2 separate regions of the Zea mays genome follow, and region 1 is linked to region 2. Evidence: chromatin contacts called from public Hi-C data. All regions are on one chromosome and are shown on one strand. Each heading gives the region's core, a stretch centred on a gene start, on an enhancer-like site or on the middle of the called end of the contact. The rest is flanking DNA. Distances are from core to core; before and after follow the strand shown.

Region 1 (6,632 bases), core at 1,383-3,882, 400 kb after region 2:
GACGAAGAAGATCTTATCTCCATACATATAACATGGGCTGTGTGTGTGTGTGTTTTTTCTTCTTCTCTTTTTGCTCTTCACCTTTTAGATACACACTAACCCGAAAGAGACGATTGCCAGCTAATCCCGCGCCAGGCATTGTTCCATTAGTTTACTCGGAGTAGTTTTGGCTGTTATTTCTTGGAGCTGTTTTGCTTGCAGGGAATCCTCTGGCCTCACCAGCACCGAATTGGCCCGGCCCGTTGCCTTGCCGACAAAGATCAACACGACAAGTCTCATCTCATCCATACGAACATTGCGTTTTTTTTATTATTTTTTTCAGTATACGTTTCATCTCTCTATCTCTATCTCTCTCTGATGAAGAGTGATCAGTCCCCTGCTGCCAGCAAACTCTGAGGAGCTGGCTGAGCTGAGCTGAGATCATCCAGGTCCGGTCCTGGCGCAGGCGCATTCGATGTGATGCGAACGCGAGGTACACATGAATATGCACGGCAATGATTGGGGAGGAGGAAGACACAGATCTGCAGCAACCTTTCTGGCGAGCATAATGATGCGCGGGAAGATAATCTGGTGGACGGTCGGGGTCCATTCCATTCCATCCCGCGCCCGGGGCGGATGCGGATGGGGATCCCACCTCCCAGCACCCGGAGCAGGAGGGAAGGTGTGAGTGCGCGACGCCGAGGCCGGCCGCCGCTGCCGTGCACGGAAGAGGGGGGGCGCGGCGCGGCACGGCACGGCACGGCACGGCAGTGGGTCGTGGACGAAGAAAGCGGGGCTGGCTGCGTGGCCGTGGCTAGGAATCTAGTAGCAAGGCTTGTTATCCACGTCGCCCGGGGTGGTCCGCGGAGCTTGCCTTGAGGTCGTGTTCGTATCCTTTTGCCGTCCTTAGTTTAGCATTTCTCCCGAGATTCGGTTCCGGTCTGCTTTCCGTGACCGCTTTAGGGAGGATGGAGCAGCTTAGCGAGGGTCGGTAATGGCAGGCAGGCAGGCAGCTGCTGTGCTGAAGGAAAGGTAAAGTTTAAGCGGGCAGGGAATAACCCAGTAACTTGCAGGCCACTTCTCGGCGGTGTGCATTGGATTGGAGGAGCCGTGGAGATTTTTTATCAGGTTCCTTCCTGATGCTTTTCTTTCTTTCTTTCTTTCTTTGTTCCGGGAGAAACACCCAAGTTTTAAAAGCTTAAGCTTAAGGCCGGGGAGGGGCAGGGCAGGGGAGGGGGGCAAAAGCGTGTTTGGAGTGAATAGAAATATTGCATGGGCGGGAGGAGGCCTGCTTTAACTAATCTAAAGCTAGATTCGAGCCTGTGCGTGGCCCGAGGCTAACGAATAGTTTTTTTAATAAAAAAACTTGTTTATTTGCCGCAAAGAAAGATTTGAGATTAGGGGGGGAATCTGATGAACCCAGAAGCCGCATCTCTTTCATCAGCTGCCCCAAGCTTGCTTGCCCTTAACCGGAAGCTAGCCCAACGATCTAAAGACCCTGCCTTTGATTTTTTTCTCTCTCTCTCTTCTTCTCTCTCAAACCCACCCTCCCCTGTTTCTGCCTCTAAGCTGAAGTAACTGATTTCATGGCCAGTTACCAGATTGGCCTAATAGAAGACTGACCGGAGGATGCACGAGATGTGAAAGAAAGAAAGAAAGTAGGCTTGCTTTGCCGTGGGGGTAAGTAAGGGAGGCAATGCCTCGATCGGCACCCCCACCCCTGCTAATGTTGACCACCATTTTTCTTCTTCAACAAAACTAATCATGCCGATCATGAAGGGCGTGTAAATAATTGGCCGTGCCGACTATAAATTAAATAAAACCCCGGCAGTCAAATAATGATTCGGGGCAGGGGAGGCTGAGGCGAGGGGCATAATTTACAGCCAGGCGCCTCGAGGAAAGCGAGCGAGAGGTTGCGCTTGCGCCCACCATAAACAAATGCCCGTGGGAGTTGGCACTGTCAGGGATGCCGGCACGGTAATGCCCATTGCCCATTGCAGTAGTAGGAGTATTGCTGTGCTGTGTGTGCCGTGCCGTGCCGTGAAGAAGAACCTGATCGATCAGCCAGAGCCAGAGCCAGCCCCCTTCCTCTCTACGCTTGCTCGCTGGCTGTGCGTGTGTGAGAGGGTGAGTCTCCTAGCTACTCGTAGGAAGTAAGTAAACAAAAGCAAAGGTAAACAGCATGATTAAAGCGCTGTTAACAAAGATAAAGCGAAGGCGAGACGCCCTTCAAAATAAGGTCCATCGAGGCTAGCTTAAACAACGCCCGGCCATGATGGTGGTGATTAGGAGGAGTAAAGCGGCTGCCTGCAGCTACTAATCGGTGTGGTGGCTCGCCATGCATGCATGTACCACTCACTAGTCACTAGTCACTACTGGTGAAACTACAACAGCTACTGAACAAGTGCTAGTAGACCCTATAAAATCTGACAAGCCTTTGCCTACAAGCCCCTCTCTCTCTCTGTCTCTCTCACTCTCCCTCCCGTATGGTCTATGCCCTCCCACCCTCTTTCGTAGCGCTTCTTCCTATGCCTCTCGCCGGAACGGAACAGCAGATAGCATCACAATCTCCAGTGGCTGTGGGCATCTTTCCTTTTCCTGCCATAGGCTCTAGGCCGTGACGGGAGCTAGCTTCTCGCTTGCGTGCGTGCTTGCTCCGGCTATCATATTGCCTGCCTGCCTGCCTATGAACCTCTCCGGCCAATGGAGGAGCTACTTCTTCTTCTCTAGCCTTTCTCGTCTCTGATCCACCCATTGACCTTCGGTGCGCCCGGCCACTCTGCGCCGGCCTCTCGCGTGCGTCTCTCGTGTGAGTGCTACAGGCAAGCGAAGCGATGGACATGAACGAGAGCGGCGAGAAAGGGATGGAGGGCAACGCGTCCTCCGGCATCCCGGTGGACTGGCAGACCCAATTCAGCGCCGCCGCCTTCTCGTGCGCGCCGCCGCAGCAGCAGCAGGTTCCCATGATGGACTCCGCCTTCGCGTCCGCCGGCCTGTGGGCGTCCACCTCCCAGGCCATGGCGCTCTCCGACGCGGGCGGCAGGTCGGCCGCGCGGGCCGGCTTCTTGGCGCCGGTCCCCGGTTTCCTCCCGCAGGGCCTCGCCCATTTCCCCGTGGACTCCGGCTTCATCGAGCGCGCCGCGCGGGCTTCCTGCTTCGGCGGCGGCGGCGGCGGCGGGGTGATGGCTGCCTTCGGCGCAGCAGCTGATCATCAACCCATGAACAGCGCGTTCAGTGGATCCTCGGAGGCGCTGCTGGACCACCAGAGGACGAAGGACGGCAGCGACAAGGGCGAGCCGGAGCTCGGCCGGAACGGCCACGACGGGGTTCTGAGCTCGGAGGCGGCTGCTGCGGGGGACTGCTCGTCCAAGGGGACGTCCGACTCCAAGAAGAGGAGAAGGCCTAACGAGGTGACCGCTCTCTCTCTCTCTCTCTCTCTCTCTCTCTCTCTCTCTCTCTCTCTCTCTCTCTCTCTCTCTCTCTCTCTCTCTCTCTCTCTCTCTCTCTCTCTCTCCTTGCTTGCTTTGCTGCTCGTGTCTGCAACTTCCCCGCTGCCGTATAAACTGGATGGATGCTCATGCTCATGCTGTCATGCATCAGGTGATGGGAGGCGATCAGGTCCAGTCGTCGAACCTGCCCGCCGACTCAGCGAACGAGAGCGTGCACAGCAAGGACAAAGGCGAGGAGAGCAGCCTGGCAACAACCACCACCGGACCCGGCAAGTCGAAAGGAAAGGGGGCGAGAGAGACCTCCGAGTCCCAGAAGGAAGACTACATTCATGTCCGAGCTCGGCGCGGACAGGCAACCAACAGCCACAGCCTAGCAGAAAGGGTACGGATTTGATCAACGGGTGGCATCCCCGTGTTTACCGTCTGCTGTGGATCGCGGTCTGGAATTCACACCCCAATGTTTAACCCTGCTTGCTGCGTCTTTTTTTCTCTGCAGTTGAGGAGGGAGAAGATTAGCGAGAGGATGAAGCTGCTGCAGGACCTCGTTCCTGGCTGCAGCAAAGTAGGTCTATCTTCCACACAGAAGAAAGAAAAGGGGAACAGAACTTGCTTGTGTGTTTTTATGTTGGTTTTCATTACAAATGAACATCTCTGTCCATTGGAATCCAGGTCACTGGGAAGGCGGTGATGCTTGACGAGATCATCAACTATGTCCAGTCCCTGCAAAGACAAGTCGAGGTAATCAGTAACTTGTATGTTAAAATACGCACAACTTTGTCTCAATCAAGGCTTAGCTACGAACCAAGTCTTCATTTGGAAGAGAGGAAGTAGAATCGCTAGATACCGAGACTAGAACATGAATAGAATTCTGTACATCCCTTATTACATACTGATCATGGCAAGCATCAAAACATTGAATTGATCTTGTTGCATCATGCAGTTCTTATCAATGAAGCTCGCAACGGTAAACCCAAGGCTCGACCTCAACATAGAAGGGCTTCTATCGAAAGATGTATGATGCTTCCTGCAATCCCATTCTCTCTCTCTCTCTCTCCATTTGTTATACATGTAAGAATCTAACAAAGCCATATATTCTTTACCATCAGCTTCTCCGCTTCCCTGGCGTTCCTTCGTCTTCCCTTGGATTCTCCCCGGAAATGATGCACCCACAGCTGCAGCTCTCGCAGCCAGGCCTGATCCAGGGCGGCGCTGCCGGCATGGCCAATCCGGACGTGTTCAGGAGAATCATGCAGGCACAGTTAAGCGCAAAGGACGGGTCTCAGGTCAGCATCTATTCAGTGTATACGTATGATTCAACAGGTCCTAGCGCAGTTTTCTTAACATCTTCATACGAACATACTGGTGTGCATCAAAATTTACGACGATACTGATGCAAAGCTTTTGGATATCTGTGGAGCAGATGCCGCCCCACGCATTGAATGGGGCATTCAGTGACGTCGCGCAGCAGCAGATGGCGTACCCGTCGTCCCAGGACCTGAGCATCGGGCCGTCGCAGGACGGGTTTCAAATGTGACTGAACATGCCCAGCTGCACATACTAGTAAAAGATGCAAAAAAAGGGCTTCTTCCATCTGAGGAGTATCTGATCGGCGAACGTGCGGGCGCGCAGGGGGCCGCGTATAGCTGCCTGCTGGTGCCGGGAGCAGCAGCGCCTGCTCAGCGCGACGCCTTGAACCGCGTCGACCCACGGCTGTGCCTGTGCTGCTGCATCGGTCAGGTTTTTTTATCGTGTTCAGAAGGAACTGAGGAAAAGCTCGTGGCGCTGGCCTGTGGCGTTGCCTGGATAGATGGCTGGAAATTCTGTCTGTTTCGGCGGTCGCGTGCATTCATGGCATGGCGCGCAGTGCAGTAACAGTGGGCTGCGTGTTGGCACTTGGCACAGCGACCAAATGAGCTGCTGCAGGATGTGATGCAACGCGAGGAGCCTTGTTTTGTTAGTAGTTTCCAATGCTTTTTTTTTGTTTTTGTTTGCATAATAGCTAAGGGTGCAAGAAAACACTCATAAATTTGGGGGTGGGGGGCGGCGGTCCGGCGATGTCTATGTTGAAACATCATACATTTGGCAAATTTCTCCTTGCGCCACAAATCGAAAGGAGGATAGATGGATGCTACGACGTACGATCATGCTCGCGGCGAGAAGATCGTTCGTCGGCCATCGCAGGCTGTCTGTGAGGCCTAACAAACGGTAGGGTGCACGATCGACGGACTACTGGGAGGAGATGTGCTGTGCCGTGTGCCCGTGCATGTCACGTCTACTGTCTAGAGATACAGAGATGTGTCCTTCTCTGGCTTCGACTTGCGACTAAATCATGGCCTGGGAGAAAAAAACTCGGTGATGGCATGGCCTGAAAAACAAAGCTGTACGTGACAGTGAAACTTGTGTGCACTCTACAGTACAGCTGCCACCCAAAGCGGACAAGACAACCGGCGCACGCAGGCAGTACAACAAAGAACAAACAAGCATTTCGATATATATTCCACTCCACCGGTGTCGCCACGGTTCCAGGACGGACAGGCGCTGCTGCTTGGTACCTGCCCGAGGCGTGCCGGCGCGAGGCCGTACGCTGCGGCGATTCCGCCCGCGTGCGGCCAGGCCGCTCGTGGGTGGGAGCTCTGGCGACCGCGACGCCGGATGGGACAAGCGACCTGAGCGTGTGCTCGTCGCGCACTACCATCCTGCTTGCTGCCGGTGGGATTCCGGGCTTCGGCACGTCCCCGCCGCCCGTCCTTGTGTTCTGGGCCGTGCACGACCGGTAGGTAATCTTCTGGTCCGACCGTCCGAGCGAGCACTCTTCTGCCTAGGTCTTACTGTTTGTTGTTGTGGCCTATTAGCGCTCCTGTGATATTCCTTTCTCGCCAATAAATTTGAAGAAATTTAAACTAGTATACGGCCGAAGTATGACTTATAATTACGAACGAATTTGCAAAGACCGGAGCTAGAAAGAATGCACGAAAGCGCAGAGGGCATTTTTCATTGGATGGTTATAGCCTACAAAAATTTATCAGCACAACCCAAACCAGAGATCTACACTTTTAACACCAGTGTTCTTATCAAACGCTGCATTCCTCTATCCTGGCTCTGGTTCGTACTTTCGTTACATCCAGTGCTCATACACCACACCAGGGCATAATCCTTGCATACAGAACTATCTAATCCTTCCACGGGTCGCTCTCTGTCCTGACC
Region 2 (6,841 bases), core at 533-3,032:
ATCACATATGGAGATGCCTTCTTTTGGGAATTGTAGTAATAATCTATTTGATGTGGCAGCAGCAACTGAGACTCTAGTTGTAACATGGTATGGTACTAGTGGCAATTGTTCTAGATGTGTTGCTGATATAAGTAGAAGAAGCATCAGTTGTACAACCAACCAACTAAACCACTCAGAAACCTGGAGAAATAACAACCAACTAAGCATCAATTGTTTTACTAATAAGTATGCTATAACATTGTTTTAGTAATAACTATACTACTAATATTGTTTTACTAACAACTATGCATTCCTTTGTGCAAAATAATATTTTTTTCTCTTATATCTGGACTTATTGCAAGTGCCAGTAGTTTTTGGGTAACCAAGTAAATTAAACTATGTGCCAATTTGTGTTAATTGTAGGGTGCTAGGTGGAAGCAACATATGAAGTTGACATGGAGAAGGAAAATGCAACGACAGTCCACATGAAGGTTGTGAAAAAGGAGTTAAACTCATAATCCATTCTAGTGCCAAAGTTTATAACGAAGAGACTTGTACTCCATCTATTTGTACATGTGAACGAAGATGAACTTATGTGATGTGATGACAGATGAATTAACTTTGTTGGATATTAGATGTTATTCAAATTAAACTTTGTTGGATATTAGATGATCATGTCGCGCAATTTTTAGATTTTTTAGTGATGTTTCATTGTGTTCTAAATTTTCTAAATATTTCTTATTTTATTTGATTTTTATGATCTTTGAAGTATTTTGTTTCAAAAGGGGTTTTTAGTCCCTTGGTTGCCAAACAGTGGCAAGGAAGTACACCCGAGTGGGGAAAATACTCCTAGGAAATTGATATGATATTTAAAAACCCCTTGGTGGATTACTTTCCCAGGTTTTTTATAATCTTATTGCCAAACTAGCCTAAGGGTTATTTTCTTAAAAAATTTATTTTATTTTTCCTTTGAGAAATAGAAATCTACTATAAAAATAAAGTTTCCCCGCGACTGATCGGCGGAGGAATCATAAAACCGCCCCGGCCGCCACATACGAATGCGTAGCACTCAACATTAGGGATGCAACGAGTATATACCTGTCGGGTAGTACCATTTTATACCTGTACCTATCAAAAAAATTCTACCAGTTAGGTTACCCTCACGGGTATAAAATCTTACCCATACCCATACCCGCGCGGGTAGTTTTACCCGTCGGGTAAACCTTACCCGCTAGGAAAGTTTTAAATTTCAATATATCAATCACTCAAAAATATTCAATAAACATAAAAGACAAGTTCAACTTCACATATAACAAATCATATGATTACATAACTTGATATCTAGACAAATGATAGTTAGAGAAGAGTTTTATTTTAGCTAAGATGCGCTCTATTAAATGGTTATAGTGGTATTGATGCAGATATATTTTATTATGGATAGACGGGTAGGATAGTACCAATCCGTACCCGTACCCATCTACCCAACGGGTAGAGGTTTTTATCCATTAACATACCCACAGATAAAGAGATTATCCCGTACCCGCCTTCATATCGGGTAAAACCCGTCGGGTATTCAGATTCGGGTATCCATTGCCATGTGAGCATACACATACGTTGTACTCTCGTCAGCGGGCTACATTCGAGCCCAGTACTGACGGACTTGAGTTTCAATACAGCCCGCTCAGAGCCCAGCTGGCGCCCCTCGCCGCCTCTCTGAGATCCAACCCAGCTTTCCTCCCTCGCACCCAACCCGCATCCGCATTCCTCGCCGCGCCGCCGCTCTAAACCTCAGAGCCTCAAACCGTCAGAACTCAGAAGTAAACCCCTCCTAGTCTGTCGTCTCTCTTCGCACGCCGCCACCGAGAGGACGAAGGAGCGCGCACGCGCGTGACAGAGTGGTAAGATGGGAGGCGGGCGGAAGCGCGGGCGCACGCAGCGCCGCCACTTCAAGCAGGGCCGCGAGAACGTCTGGAAGCACAACCCTCAGCGTCCTCCCGCCGGCGAAGGAGGAGAGGCGCGAGAGGACAATCCCTCGTGGCAGCCCTTCGCTACCGAGAACCCAGCCTTCGAGGAGTACTACAAGGTATTGCCGCTTGCTTCAGATCACGCCCTGTTTCCTGTTGCGATCTAATGTCCCAAGCTGACATTTGGGTGTTGCTAGCTTTCGATGCTAGTTAGATGGTGGTGGTTGCTCTTCATGTAGGCTGCCTATATGACGATTTGTTGACGTGGTAGGGGCTGATAGTGTTCATTTAAGCTACGTGTTTGTTAGCGTTAGAGTGGAGCCAGAGCTTAAGCTGTTAGAAGGTAGTCAATCCACTTCTACACTTCAGCACCTCCACTCCCGTGCAGCCAGAGACGAAGGCACAAACATGAAAATAAAGGGGAGACCTTTGTCTCTCTCTGATACCAGTTCAACTCAAAAGCTGGCTCTAAGAGTTAGTGCCAAATGTACGGGTATACTGCAATTTGTAGTATTAAGATATTTTTTTGCACTATGCTTATAGTGAGCTTCTTTAGCATGTTGTAGATTTCTTGCAGCTTTTTAGCTTTTCAGTTGGATTTATAATTTTGGAAACTTTGGATTGGGATTTTTTTGCTAATCCTTGTCAATTTGACACATGTATTTGTCTTGCAGGAGCAGCAAATTGTTTCTGAGGAAGAGTGGGATAGCTTCATGAGCATGCTCCGGAAGCCATTACCTGCCACTTTTAGGATTAATGCGAGGTAATTCCTCTCTGAATTATGAAGGTGTATTCATAAGTTTTGCTTTATTGTTTGTTAGGTTGTTTTGACTAAGTGAACGAGGAAGCACTTTGCTTAATAACCAATATTGGACACCACACTCTTGATTACTTCTGCATAGAAGTGTATGCATTGTGTTCGGTACTTTTCCGTGACTCTCACACCTCTGCTTTCAGTTGACAATCTGAAAATTTCCTAGCAGTTCTTCTGTATTCAATTGCATGTTCAGGCTGTAATATCATCTATGTACTGTTAAACTGTGATAACTATACATACTGCCTTATCTTCCTCAGTCCTGCTCTTGAAAGTTGAACCAAATTTGCCTGATCTTGCTTCATTATAAAATGAATGTTGATGTTGTATATCCTGTTCCCAAGAATATTGTTCCATTATTGGCCTGATTCAATCATATAGATAAAACCATTTTGTTCAATTAACTTTGGACTTGATCCCCATGTTGCCCTAGACACTTTTCCTCTTACTTTTTTAAAGGATTATGCTATCTCTATTCTGGTTGGTTTGCTGTTTACATGCTATGAATATGGACTATGGTTCATCAACATTTTTTTTTGTGCACATTGACACTTGTTCACCTTGTAACATGCTCATCTTGCAAGAACCTAAACAGTCATCCATGTAGTTGGACATAATAATTGTACTTGTATGAAATACCTTGGCAGTTTTACCAGAACCCCCTACTTTTATGCTTTGCAACATTTGAGATTAATTACTTTGCCTATTTAGGTGGTTCAATACTCTATTTTAGCATGCTAAACCTTTCTTTGCCAGCTGTCAATTTTTTCAAGATATCTGCTCGCAATTGGAAAACGACTTCAGGAAATCATTAGAGACTGAGGTTGCTTCTAAAACCCATGCATAAGTCTAAGTTAGAGCTAGTGCTTTTGACATTTTCTATTTCTTTCATGGACAGGTGACCGATGATCATGAAGAAGATGCTATTCGGCCTTTGCCTTGGTACCCGGGTAATCTTGCATGGCATTTGAACTTTTCTCGAATGCAGCTGAGGAGAAATCAGGCACTTGAGAGGTAAACACAATAACAGATCAGTCTCTTTTGAGACAATCTTTTCAGGTAGCATATGCAGTAGTATATGGTATATTTTGAGAGAATCTTGTAAAACAGTAGTATGTGAAATTACTTTGAACTTACTATGTTTTCATGTTGAAGGTTGTTGTAAGAGTTTTGAGGTGGTAACTTAAAATAAGTACATATATTTCTTTTGATGCCTTAGACTTGCAGATGCATTGGCTATGTATTCATTTGCAAATAAGAAATAACTAATGCCATATTGTTATGTAAAGATAGGGTTTTCCTTTCCTTTCCTTTTTTTTCTCAAATACGCAGGAGAGGTGCATATCATTATATTAAGAAGAAAAATAGTCAAGGCCGAAGCGGCCAATACAAAAAGTTAAGCCTCATGGAGGCCAGGTACAACCGTACAAGCATACACAAAGGGATCCATAAATCTGAGAAAATGATAAGAACAACTATGGCAAAATCCTCCGGAGGCCTGAAGCACCAGCCAAACACCAGAGCCTAGCATCATCTTTGATGTCCTGCAAAATTTTGGATTTGTTATGTGAGGCACCATTGAAGAAACATGCCTTTCGGTGCTTCCAGATCCACCAGGCCACCAAAATCACAATAGAATTGAAACCCTTTTGTTTGTGAGGAGGAACCCGCAGCTCAGCCACGCTCCACCAATCCTGGAAACTGGAGGAATCTGGGTCAGGAGCTAAAGCCTGTAGGTCGACCATAGATAGGACCTCGAACCAAATTTCTCTAGCAAAGACACATTGGATCAGAATATGTTGGATTGTTTCATCGACTTGATCACAACACAAACAGCTCTCTGGATGCTCCAGGCCACGACGAGCAAGGCAGTCAGCCGTCTAGGTACAGTTCAAAGAGGCCAGCCAAAGGAAATATTTGCATTTCGGCGGAGCCCAGCTCTTCCAGATTCTTTTGGATGGTTCAAACCCCACCACACCAACGAAGAAGCGTTCATACACTGACTTGGACGAATAAGAGCCTGAGGGCGCAGGGAACCAAACATGCTGATCTGGGGCTGAAATGCTGAATACAAATCAACATCCTGCACAAGGTCCCAGAGGATGAAAAATCGTTAAAAGCCTGCAGGGATATGTTGCCTCTGTTATCTCCAGTCCAAAGCGAGCTTGTGAGAGCCTCCTGTCCAAAGCGAGCTTGCTTAGGAGACACTTTGGAACTGCCAGCATCAGTTCAGGTGCCAACTCCGCAATCGAATTTCCAAACAGCCAGCGGTCCTTCCAAAAAAGAGTTTGTGTCCCATCCCCCACGATGGAACGCATAGAAGAGGCGAACAAAGCTGCAGCACAGGGATGAACTTGGATTTCCAGCGAGTTCCAGGGAAAGTCAGGTTGATTTTTAGCAAGCCATAACCATCTCATATGAAGAGACCAACCCAACACCTCTAAGTTATGAATTGCAAGGCCTCCAAGGTGGAGAGGCCTGCACACCCGCTGCCAACCAACAAGGCAGTGACCTCCTTTTACATCTTTACGACCCGTCCACAAGAATTCCCTTCTTATTTTATCAATCCTTTTAACCACCCATTTTGGAGTTTGGACATTGCAATGCAATAAGCTGATAAATAGGAATGGCTGAGAGGACTGACTTGATTAGTGTTGCTCTGCCGTCCGGATGTATAACCACAGCTTTCCAACCGGGGAGTCGGTCTGCAATTGCGTCAATTAGGGGATAGAAATCATTCTTAGCCAGCTTCTTGACGAGAGAGGCATTCCGAGATATTTACACGGGAATTGTGTCACCTTGCATGGCAGCACATCAGTTACCACCACCACCTTCTGCGGATCACAACGAATGGGAGTTACAGAGCTCTTATTGATGTTGGTGATCAGCCCAGTAGCCTCCAAAAATTCTGAGAACCTCCTTGACTGCTAGCAATTCATCAGTTCGCGGTTGCACGAAGAGGACACTGTCGTCTGCATACAGGGAAGTCTTTGTCCGTTGCCCCTCCTAAACAGAGGCTGGAGAAGGTTGAAATCCAAGGCTTTCTGGACCAAAAAATTCAGCACATCCATCACAATGATGAACAACATGGGGGATAGAGGATCCCTCTGCCGCAAGCCTCACTGGTGAAAGATAAGCTCCCCCGGTTCACCATTCATGAGCACCCGTGTAGAAGAGGAGCTAAGCAGCTTAGAGAGGAGATTGTGCCAAAAAGGCCGAAAACCTAGATGGCTCAGGACTTCCAACAGAAATGGCCATGAAACCGAATTGAAATCCTTGGTAATATCAAGTTTAAGAAGCACTCTTGCCTCCTGCATATGGATATTTTAGCCGTTTGCTGAACCAACATGAAATTGTCGTGGATACATCGGCCTTTGACAAAAAGCGCTCTGATTTGTTGATACCAGTCCCGCCAACTTGAGGGCCAGCCTGGTCGCGAGAGCCTTGTGATAGTTTTGGCAAAGCTGTGGATTAAGCTAGTAGGGCGAAAATCCTTGGTTTCAGCCGCATCAACCTTCTTAGGGTGTAAGGTGATGTAAGCCGAGTTAAGCAAGTAAAGTCTGCTATCATCTCCGTGCATGAGACAATCCACAGCAGCCATGAAATCCTCCTTGATTGCTGACCAAGCCACTTTGAAGAAATGACCAGTAAAGCCATCGGGCCCTGGCGCTTTGTCAAGCGGCAAAACATTAATGGTGGCTCAGATTTCCTCATCAAATAGCAGTAGCTCCAAATCAGACAGTTTCGAAGCCGGACAGTGAAAGGCCAGCAAGTCAAGGGTGAAGTCTCGCTGTCTAGCAGTTCCAAGCAGCTCATTATAAAAGCCCCAAACAGCCTCTTTCTTCTCCTCTTGGTCCAGAATCAACCTATCATCAACTTGAAGCTTTGAGATGAAGTTTTTCTTCTTCCTGTACCGGGTGTGTCGCTGGAAATAGACCGTGTTAGCAACTTAGCATCACCCTCTTTCAGCCACCTTAATCTTGACTTCGTTCTTGCCATGGTGCTTTCCAGGGAAGCGAGGCCAAGGGAATGGCACTTCAACTTCCTGCGCAGCCAGGTCTCAAGCGGGGAGAGCAATCTGGAA

Evidence for each region. A called contact is a pair of places that touch in the nucleus more often than the background predicts.
Region 1: a Hi-C map of leaf shows a contact between it and region 2, with 5 times the contacts expected there. The contact joins the promoter of LOC100383089 here to the promoter of LOC100272508 in region 2. A contact is called at or near these places in 3 of 25 Hi-C or Micro-C datasets (ear and leaf).

What each region holds. Positions count from the first base shown.
Region 1 is chr7:135,305,109-135,311,740 of Zm-B73-REFERENCE-NAM-5.0, forward strand. It overlaps LOC100383089, which reads left to right and starts at 2,633. Exons shown (of 7, transcript NM_001366809.1): 1 at 2,633-3,389; 2 at 3,580-3,810; 3 at 3,925-3,990; 4 at 4,098-4,166; 5 at 4,369-4,440; 6 at 4,535-4,711; 7 at 4,849-5,482. The coding sequence starts at 2,814. The coding sequence ends at 4,962. It overlaps LOC100279992, which reads right to left. Exons shown (of 19, transcript NM_001361012.1): 19 at 6,395-6,632. The coding sequence ends at 6,599.
Region 2 is chr7:134,904,532-134,911,372 of Zm-B73-REFERENCE-NAM-5.0, forward strand. LOC100272508 reads left to right here and starts at 1,783. Exons shown (of 15, transcript NM_001359732.1): 1 at 1,783-2,062; 2 at 2,618-2,706; 3 at 3,514-3,580; 4 at 3,656-3,771. The coding sequence starts at 1,883.